2 separate regions of the Hordeum vulgare genome follow, and region 1 is linked to region 2. The links are chromatin contacts, called in public Hi-C maps. All regions are on one chromosome and are shown on one strand. The core of a region is the stretch at or near the end of the contact, and the rest is flanking DNA. Distances in the headings are between cores, read along the strand shown. Region 1 holds the start of LOC123444902 (CASP-like protein 5B1). Region 2 holds the start of LOC123444898 (pentatricopeptide repeat-containing protein At3g46790, chloroplastic).

Region 1 (5,802 bases), core at 1,507-4,006, 300 kb after region 2:
CTAGACAACCCCTTCTCCGAGACGGAGATATGGGATGCGATAAAAGCTTCTCCATTGGAGAAGGCGCCGGGTCCGGATGGCTACATAGGAATGTTTTTCAAAAGCTGTTGGCAGCATATCAAAGCTGACGTCATGCTAGCTTTTAATAGCTTCTATCATCTGGCAAGAGGAGACTTCAGTAGTTTAAACACAACCATGGTGGTACTCATCCCAAAAAAAGATGGAGCAACAAAGATTCAGGACTTCAGGCCAATCAGCTTGATTCACTCCTTCGCCAAACTAGTTGCAAAAGTCCTCTCACTTCGGCTATCTACAATGATAGCAGACATCATCTCACCGGCACAGTCCGCGTTCTTACGCTCGAAGTCCACGCAAGATAGCTTCCTCTATGTGCAAAATGTGATTAGAAGACTCCACCGACAAAGGATACCGGCACTAGTCCTCAAGCTAGACATTGTACGAGCCTTTGACAACGTCTCCTGGGAATACCTACTAGAGCTACTGCAAGTGCTAGGATTCCCAGCCCGATGGCGTGACTGGATCGCCCTGCTGCTCAGAACCTCGTCATCTTCATTCATGCTCAACGGAATCCCTAGGGGCCATATCTGCCATCGCAAGGGGCTGCGCCAGGGAGATCCACTGTCGCCTCTACTCTTCATCATAGCCATCGACCCTCTACACAGACTCCTAGTACGGGCGACAGATATGCAGATGCTAGCTCCGCTGCCGGGTAGACAAATCCCCCTTAGGGTCAGCCTATACGCTGACGATGCTGTTATTTTTGCTACCCCGACCAGACAAGAGATAGACACGCTACTGGGCATCCTACATGACTTCGGGAACGCGACGGGGCTACGTATTAACCCAGTGGAATCGACTGCAACGGCCATTCGTTGTGAAGGAATCGACCTTCAGAAGGTTCTGCATAGTTTTGGGGGACAGACAGTAGATTTCCCTGTCAGATACCTAGGCCTCCCCCTCACGCTGTCGCGGCTGCGCCTCGTCCACATCCAGTTCATCTTAGATAGAATTCGGGCCAGGCTCGCTGGATGGAAAGGGAGACTTCTCACAATAGCTGGTAGAAGAGTTCTGGTTAGGAATGTTCTCACATCCTTGCCCACATTTGCCCTATCTGTGCTGCGGGTACCAAAAAAATTTCTTCTCGAGATTGACAAGGCCCGCCGCCGATTCCTATGGGCACAAGACGAGGAAGCTTCTGGGGGAAAATGCAAAGTAGGTTGGCAAGGGGTCTGTTCCCCAATAGAAAATGGAGGTCTCGGAATCCTAGACATGACACGTTTCACCAGAGCGCTGCGACTACGCTGGCTATGGCTATCCTGGATGACCCAGGATAGACCATGAAATGGCATGCAGCTCCCATGTGATAACGACGACAAAGCCTTGTTCAACGCCTCTACGTTAGTTACACTAGGGAATGGTTAACGGGCTTCGTTTTGGAATTGCCCCTGGACAGGCTCGGGAAACCTAAAGTCGGCCTTCCCAAATCTCTTCACGCACACCCGTAGAAAAAATAGAACTATCAAGGAGGCACTCCAGAATAACAATTGGATTGCAGACCTAGCACACGGTGACATCGCGAGCATATGGGAAGAAGCGATCAAGTTGAATAGATGGATTCAAAACAAGGATATCCAGCTCCAAGAGCAAGTAAGCGACTCTATCCGTTGGAAACACGAAGCTTCAGGGGTATACACTGCCGGCTCTGCGTATAAAGCCCAATTCCAGGGGTTTTATAAATCAGACTTCCGTAGGCTTATATGGGCCACCTGGGCACCGACAAAACTCAAGTTCTTCGCATGGCTGCTCCTCAAGGATAGGTTATGGTGTAATGATCGTCTACAAAGAAGAGGATGGACAAACAACTATTTTTGCCAACTGTGCCTGAGAAACCTTGAGTCATCAGTGCACTTGTTCTGGCAATGCCCGATAGTAATATCAGTGTGGTCGCAGGCGGCATCGTATGTCGGTTGCAGCTCTCTCAACCCAAGCAATTGGTCTTGCAACAACAAGTCAGCAGCTATCATATCCAAAATGATAAGCAATGCACCGGCAGAGCACAACAAGGCGATCAAAACAATGGTCATCCTAATTCTGGCTGAGATCTGGAAGGAGAGAAACGAATGCACCTTCAGAAACAAGAAGGGGCAAGCCCAAGACATAAAGGAGGAAATCAGCAGAACGCTTAGGCTGTGACGCGACGTAGGCGCAGCACAATTAGAGCACCCCTTTGGGGAACCACCATGAGAGATTCCTAGCTACCCCATCCCTCTTTTTTTTGTTGTTCTTCCTCTTACATCCTTGATCCATTGATCACCCCCACCCTTTGATGTATTTCTTCTTCATGTGCTTCCTGCTATTTTAATTCAAGCCGGCCATCTCCGGATCTTTCAAAAAAAAAAAAAGCTGGCTCTTGTGTGCCGGCACGAGGAGAAAAAGCCGTCACATCAAGCCCCTTTCGCAGAAAACAAAATAGAGAATAGGCCATATGCGGCAGCCCCGCCCCCCTTCTCCGGCCAAAAATCAATGTTGGGGACGCGATAAAACTAAAAGCCATCGACGCAAGCAACCGCGTCCGGCCGGGCCGGCGCCGTTCAGCCGACCCTGCAATCGCAATCCCCGCCGCACCGCTTGACCAAACGCCCCGCGCCAACGACAACTGCCACGGCGCGGCCGCACGCCAACTTCCGTCGCCGCCGGGTCGCGCGGCACCCCTCCAAAAGTCCAAACCCCGTCGCAAAAAGTCTGCTCTCCGCTCTCCCCCCTTTCCTTCCCCCCTCCCACCTATCCCCTCCCCTTTGGGCAAAAAAATAATCGGAAACCCCCGACTCGCCGAGCCACCACCACCACCTTTCCGCCGCTCCCCGCCGCCCGCCGAGACCCTAGACCCGCTCCACTCTAGCTCGCCCGCCCGCCCGCATGGCCGCCGATCGCCGGCTCGGCGTCTGAGGGAGCGTGCGGCTGCGCTCGGGGGGGCCAGGCCGGGCGGCGCGATGGAGCTGTCCGGGAGCCCCGGCACGTGGAGCGGCCTCTCGCTGCGGCTGGGCCAGTTCCTCTTCGCCGCCGCGTCCGTCTGCGTCATGTCCTCCGCAATCGGCTTCGCCAACTACACCGCCTTCTGGTAGCACCCTCCCGCTCCCCAAACGCCCCGATTTGCGCCCTATCCCTCTCTCTGATGCCCGGTGGCCGTCCCCAGTGCGACTTCGGTAGCTATTACTACTTAGCAAAGGCTATTTGGGCATGGTATTTTAGAAGCTTCAGCAGCAGCATGATGCATTCGTTTTGTTGGCATTGACTAGTTGCTCGCTGTACTTGGGGTGGGGAAATGTTTGGCAATTAGGTTTTTTCCTGGAAGTGCATCTGCAGCGCCCAAAAGTGACAGGATCTCAAATTCTGAGTAGCAATTGCCTTAATCGATCAGCATTTGGTGACTGAGGCTGCAGGTTTGACTTGAAAGCACCAGCAGCGAACAGTCTGGGACTACATCTGCTGAATACGGCAGCTCCTTTAGAGGATCTGCACAGCAATTCCCTGTTGAAAGGAGGGACGTCCTTCAGAATACCATGTGCCAAAGATCTGTCTTGGTCAGAACCATTAACGGTTTGAGATAGTGAACAACAGCTGGCTGATTGATCCATTGAGCCATTGGTTTACATCCTTTCCATACATGCCCCCATCTTAGTTTCCAGAATGCTTACGCGTTATGAGTATACCGCAGGCTGACAGCACAGCATGTCTCAAATTGTTAGATTGAACTGGCACCCACATTGTCAAATGTGTATCAGAAGTGCCATGGCTTTGGTTAGGCTCCTCAATAGCCATTATGCCAAATTTACCTTTACCTGTACCTTTCAGGTCATGCATTTGGCTCCCTTGCTGAATACCTCAATAACCTCGTACAGAATGAACATAGCTTTCTAGAAGTTGCACTGATTGAGCAATCTGTGTATTACCCTTACTACACAGCATCATTTCAGTGATGGCAAGCTCTCCAGAATAAGAACATTAATTGATAGTTTAAAAAAGCACTAGGCGTTAATTGTGCGTCTTGCCACTGCCTTGCGTTTTTCTGACCAAAGCGCACGCTTATGCGCAATTATGCTCTAGTCGTTTTGCTATGGCCTAGAGCCTATGCACACTTAAGCGCCCGCCTAGGCACGCCTTTTAAACTATAATTATTTCTTCATACTGCCATCAACTGAATCTAGAAGATGGTGTGACCAGTCAGGGCCAGATGTGTATATCCCTTTGGCTGGAATTGTTGGAAACATAACACCGACCAGGCTTCAGGAGCTCAACCACCTTGACCGGATCACAAAGACGCATGACGCACGAGGTCATCATGTTCTCCATGCACGCTGTGATCGGCTGTTATTTGATATTCTTTTGTTGATCGGCTGTTATTCGGTATTCTGTTGTAACGTGTACCACTAGCTCCCTTGACTAATCTTCCTGCGCATGTATATAAGCACATCATGTACGTCAATACATTCATCAGTGAGAAGCTTATCAATCTTTTTTGGCACAAGAGCCCAAGTTCTATCCTCCTGCTTCCACTATGAGTTCCCAGCGGGGTCACTTCCACTCCTGCTCCCTTGGCAATGTTGACGCCGTCTTTTCACTCCATCTTGCGTCAAGCCCGTCGCTGCTGCCCTTGTGTCCATCCTGGCGACTCTTGTAGTAGTCGCCACCAGCAGGTGTCCAACGGGCATCCTCGCCGCGAGTTGCGCAACACCAGTGATGCCATCTCCCCCTCCAACATGGCCTCGTCCTCCAAGGTTCTCGTTGCACCTGCTCCATACATGCATCGTATTAAAATCACCTCCGACATCCCCTTAAAGCCGAGCCTTGAATCCAACAACTACTCGAAGTGGCGCCACATGTTCCTTTTCATCCTCTACAAGTTCAACGTGGAGGATCACGTCGAGGAGTCTGAGCCCATGCACAAGAGTGAGGTCTAGTGGAACGACAACATCACGATTGTATTGTAGATCTATGCCACAATCTCCGACAACCATACAATATGATCATGCCCCCGGAGAGCACTGCCTACCCTACCACCTCTACAACCAGCTGCACACCTACTTCTGCGACAGTGCGGCCGGGCGGGCTGTGCACATCGGTGCGGAGTTATGCGCCATGGTGCTAGGTGATCTGTCCATCGCTGCATACCTTCGACGCCTCAGACCGCTGGCTCGGTGAACGCGGTCTCCTTGAGGAGAAGTTGGGGCCGGGCCTGAACATAGCTCGTGAACAACACCTTTGCATATGCAGTACAATGACCATCACCTAAAAGTGTCAGCTCAGTCAACGGATTAGCTGCAGTGTGAGGGCGCGGTCGGAGACGGCTCCTCTGCGTCGTCAAGAGCATCCGCCAGCTGCTTGAGGCGGCGGCAGTAGGTGGTGATGGTCATGTTGCCCTGGATCGTGGCGCATAACTCAGGCCGAGGTGGACGGCCTGCCCGGCCATGCTGTCGCAGAAGTAGTTGTGCAGCTGGTTGCATAGGTGGTAGGCAGTGCTCTCGAGGGACATGATCACATCGTACAGTTGTCGGAGATTATGACATAGATCTACAATACAGTCTTGATCTCGTCGTTCCAGCAGACCACACTCATGTTGGGGCTCGAACTCGATGTGATCCTCCACATTGAATTTGTAGAGGATGAAGAGCATCTGGCGCCACTTCGAGTAGTTGTTGGCTTCGAGACTAAGCTTGAATGGGATGTAAGAAGTATTGTTTGTATGATGCATGGAAGGAGCAGGGACCGTGGAGAGGGCGAGGG
Region 2 (5,030 bases), core at 2,075-4,574:
AATAGACGTAGCATGTTGATCGTGTCTTTTTGTTGCTACTGTTTTCTGCGTGTCAAGTATTTGTTCCTATGACCATGAGATCATATAACTCACTGACACCGGAGGAATGCTTTGTGTGTATCAAACGTCGCAACATAACTGGGTGACTATAAAGATGCTCTACAGGTATCTCCGAAGGTGTTAGTTGAGTTAGTATGGATCGAGACTGGGATTTGTCACTCCGCGTGACGGAGAGGTATCTCGGGGCCCACTCGGTAATACAACATCACACACAAGCCTTGCAAGCAATGTGACTTAGTGTAAGTTGCGGGATCTTGTATTACGGAACGAGTAAAGAGACTTGCCGGTAAACGAGATTGAAATAGGTATGCGGATACTGACGATCGAATCTCGGACAAGTAACATACCGAAGGACAAAGGAAATGACATACGGGATTATATGAATCCTTGGCACTGAGGTTCAAACGATAAGATCTTCGTAGAATATGTAGGATCCAATATGGGCATCCAGGTCCCGCTATTGGATATTGACCGAGGAGTCTCTCGGGTCATGTCTACATAGTTCTCGAACCCGCAGGGTCTGCACACTTAAGGTTCGACGTTGTTTTATGCGTATTTGAGTTATATGGTTGGTTACCGAATGTTGTTCGGAGTCCCGGATGAGATCACGGACGTCACGAGGGTTTCCGGAATGGTCCGTAAACGAAGATTGATATATAGGATGACCTCATTTGATTACCGGAAGGTTTTCGGAGTTACCGGGAATGACGAATGGGTTCCGGGAGTTCACCGGGGGGCAACCCACCCCGAGGAAGCCCATAGGCCTTGGGAGTGGCACACCAGCCCTTAGTGGGCTGGTGGGACAGCCCAAGAAGGCCCTATGCGCCATAGGAAGAAAATCAAAGAGAAAAAAAGGAGGAGGTGGGAAAGGGAAGAAGGACTCCACCCACCAAACCAAGTTGGACTCGGTTTGGGGGGGGAGACCTTCCCCCCTTGGCTCGGCCGACCTCCTTGGGGTTCCTTGATCCCCAAGGCAAGGCCCCCCCTCTCCCACCTATATATACGGAGGTTTTAGGGTTGATTTGAGACGACTTTTCCACGGCAGCCTGACCACATACCTCCACGGTTTTTCCTCTAGATCGCGTTTCTGCGGAGCTCGGGCGGAGCCCTGCTGAGACAAGATCATCACCAACCTCCGGAGCGCCGTCACGCTGCCGGAGAACTCTTCTACCTCTCCGTCTCTCTTGCTGGATCAAGAAGGCCGAGATCATCGTCGAGCTGTACGTGTGCTGAACGCGGAGGTGTCGTCCGTTCGGCACTAGATCGTGGGACTGATCGCGGGACGGTTCGCGGGGCAGATCGAGGGACGTGAGGACGTTCCACTACATCAACCGCGTTCACTAACGCTTCTGCTGTACGGTCTACAAGGGTACGTAGATCACACATCCCCTCTCGTAGATGGACATCACCATGATAGGTCTTCGTGCGCGTAGGAAATTTTTTGTTTCCCATGCGACGTTCCCCAACAGTCTCCCGGTCAATCGCCCAGCTCGCCCGCCTCGCCCAGGTCGCCCGCCCCCGCCCGCATCGCTCGCTCCTCCAGCCTCTCCGATTGCGCTCATCTACGCTCCATCAAACCCAGTCAACCAAATGGCGGCGGCCGGGCTCGCGCTCTCCCTGCGGCCGTCTCTCTCCCCGCCGCCGTGGGCGCGGGCGCGGGCACGCGTGCCGACGACGACTCTCGCACCGCCGCCGCCGCCGCAGCAGCAGGGGCGCCTCGCCGCCGGCGGCGCGAGGGCGGACGCCCCTCCCGCGCGCCCCGGCGTCGTGTGTCACGTCGCCACCGCCTTCTAGAAGCTCGACGCCATCGGTGAGCCCATCTTACTTATCCCCCGACCGACTGCCGGAGGCTGCCATTGTTAATTGACTGACTGACTGAATGCGGGTTGTGCAGCGGTGCGGGAGGAGGAGGAGGCCTTCAGGTCGGCGGCGGCGGCGGGGCACACGCTGCTGCCCCTCCGGCGCTGCATCTTCTCCGACCACCTCACGCCGGTGCTGGCCTACCGCTGCCTTGTCCGGGAGGACGACCGCGAGGCGCCCAGCTTCCTCTTCGAGTTCGCCGAGCAGGCATCCAAGGGCACCAACGTGGTCCGTCCCTCCCTTTGCCCGTACAGCCTCACGATTCGTTGATTCGTTATCCGTTCATATCCTCCCCAAGACGAAATCAGAATCATTTGAATTTGTCCCGTGCCGGGTTGTTGGTTGGTCTGCAATTTGCAATCTACAGGGGAGGTACAACATGTTGGGGGCGCAGCCGGCAATGGAGATCGTGGCCAAGGCCAACCGCGTGACGATCATGGACCACGAGATGAGGACCAAGAAGGAGCAGAACCGCGATTTGTTGATTCTTTACTATCAATGAATATCATATGTCATCCTTGCATTCAATTGGTAAATTTTGTTGTCAGATTTTTTTTGCAGATCAATATTCATAAGAAGCATATGCGTGGCATTTCCTTTTGTCAATCTTCATAGTTGCTCAAGATAGTTACCATTGAAGTTTGACAATGGCATCTTCTCATTTTTTTTTTGATGATACTTGATTTTTCTAATAGTTCTTCACTTAATTTTGTTGATACGGAAACAATTCTTATCTGAATGCTACTTTGTTTATATGTGTATGCAGAATTGACATGTACCTTTTAAATGGTCCATTATCCCACTAGGGGAATATAATTTCTGACTGGATTATATTGTAATACTAATATAATTAAAAAATCAAATGGTTGTATATTTGACCGGACTTTCATTGTTTGAAGCTAGCCTGAAGAGTTTGCTCACATACTGAAATTTATTTACAATGCATTATAATTATTTGGGCACTATGCATTGGGGAAGTGTGCATTTCGATAAGAGATTATATAATTGATGCAAAGATGTGTGATATTTGTTTTAAAAGGAATGTTTATTTATGAAGAGTGATGTTTCAAATTATTTACACGAGGAAAAAATTAGATACTATGCACTTCGTGTGAAAGTTCAGGAAATTAATGATATAGTTGGCTAGAATTTGTTAGGTTTTATATAAGATGTGTTAATAAGACGTGCGCTGTACATACACATTACTAGTTTACGTGAAATCTAAAAATAACGGGCCCACTATTGGCCTTGCGCGCGGAACCACACCGACCCATTCAGCCCAAACTTGGGGGCGAATTAAATTACAAGCCGCGTGTGTGTGAGTGTGAGCTGAACCAGGAGCCCATCGGGCATCGGCTTACCAAAGCCACAAAAAATCCCGACGCTTCTCCGGCTCGGCCATTTTCCTTTCCGCCTAGCTCCGACCGAACCGGCCACAACACAAACCCCACCCAGAAAATATCCACCACGCCGGCGCAGCGGCGTGCGCGCCTCCTCCCCACTCCCCACGGTGAAGCCCCTACCGAGCCGCCCCCTCCGCCTCCGCCTCCGCCCCCTCCACCTCATGTTCTCCTCCGCCCCCGCGAGCTCGCTCCACCCCACCCACCCGGCGTTCGGCTCCAGGCGCCCAACGCTCGCGCGCTGCCGGTCCTCCCTGTCGTCGTCGTCGGGCGCGGGCCCCCCGCCAGCGGCCAACGCGAACCACCTCATCCAGACGCTCTGCGCCAGCGGCAGCCTCTCCCGCGCCGCCGCGCTCCTCCCGGGCCTCCCCGCGCCCACGCAGCGCACCTACGAGTCGCTCCTCCAAGCCGCCGCCAGGGCCGGGGACGCCGCGCTCGCCGCGGCCGTCCACCGCCGCCTCGAGTCCGACCCGGTCTTCCGCTCCGACCCCTTCCTCTCCACCCGCCTCATCGACGCCTACGCCGCGCTCGGCGCGCTCCCGGCCGCGCGCCAGGTGTTCGACGAGGCGCCCGACAAGAACATCTTCGTGTGGAACGCGCTGCTCAAGGCCCTCACCCTCGCCGACCATGGCGACGAGGCGCTCGCGCGCCTGGCCGACATGGGGCGGCTCCGCGTTCCCGTCGACAGCTACAGCTACACGCACGGGCTCAAGGCCTGCATCGCCGTGTCGGCGTCGCACGCGCCGGCCTCCGCACGTGTACGCGAGGTACACGCACATGCCATCCGCCGTGGCTACGCATTGCACATGCATGTCGCCACTACTCTTATTGACTGCTATGCAAAGCTTGGGATCGTCAGCTATGCTGAGAATGTGTTTGCTGCAATGCCAGAGAGGAACGTTGTTTCCTGGAGTGCCATGATTGGGTGCTATGCCAAGAATGAGAGACCTGCTGATGCCATTGAGCTGTTCAAGGATATGCTGGCTTCTGATGCAGACCTGGTGCCTAACTCGATCACAATAGTAAGCGTCTTGAATGCGTGCGCGGGAGTAAACGCACTCAGTCATGGCAAACTATTGCATGCATATATTCTTCGGAGGGGTTTCGACTCACTTGTTTCTGTGCTGAACGCGTTGATGGCAATGTACATGAGATGTGGATGCCTTGAAGTTGGCCGGCGTATCTTCAACTGGATAGGACGCCGGAGGGATGTGGTGTCATGGAATTCACTTATATCTGGATATGGGGTGCATGGCTTTGGCCGTGAGGCGGTTCAGGTGTTTGAGGAAATGGTTCAAGTTGGGTTATCGCCAAGTATCATCACGTTTATCAGTGTTCTTGGGGCTTGTAGCCATGCCGGACTTGTGGATGAGGGGAAGAAGTTGTTTGAGTCGATGATGGATTATAGTGTCAAACCACGTGCAGAGCACTATGCTTGCATGGTAGACCTCCTTGGTCGTGCTGGGCAGTTGGATGAAGCTGTGGAGCTCATACAGAGCATGCACATTGAGCCGAGTCCTCAAGTATGGGGTGCACTTCTTGGAGCTTGCCGTATTCATGGCCATGTGGAGTATGCAGAGATGGCTTGCTCTCGTCTCTTTGATCTTGAACCCAGAAATGCCGGGAACTATGTATTACTTGCTGATATTTATTCCCGGGCTAAATTGAACGACCAAGTTGACGTTCTGAAGGAGCTGCTTGAGGAGCATG

The links. A called contact is a pair of places that touch in the nucleus more often than the background predicts.
Region 1: a contact with region 2 is called in a Hi-C map of seedling, with 2.3 times the contacts expected there. The contact joins the promoter of LOC123444902 here to the promoter of LOC123444898 in region 2. A contact is called at or near these places in 2 of 6 Hi-C or Micro-C datasets (leaf and seedling).

The regions. Positions count from the first base shown.
Region 1 is chr3H:548,176,802-548,182,603 of MorexV3_pseudomolecules_assembly, forward strand. LOC123444902 (CASP-like protein 5B1) reads left to right here and starts at 2,757. Exons shown (of 3, transcript XM_045121785.1): 1 at 2,757-3,139. The coding sequence starts at 3,012.
Region 2 is chr3H:547,878,794-547,883,823 of MorexV3_pseudomolecules_assembly, forward strand. LOC123444898 (pentatricopeptide repeat-containing protein At3g46790, chloroplastic) reads left to right here and starts at 3,325. Exons shown (of 1, transcript XM_045121780.1): 1 at 3,325-5,030. The coding sequence starts at 3,485.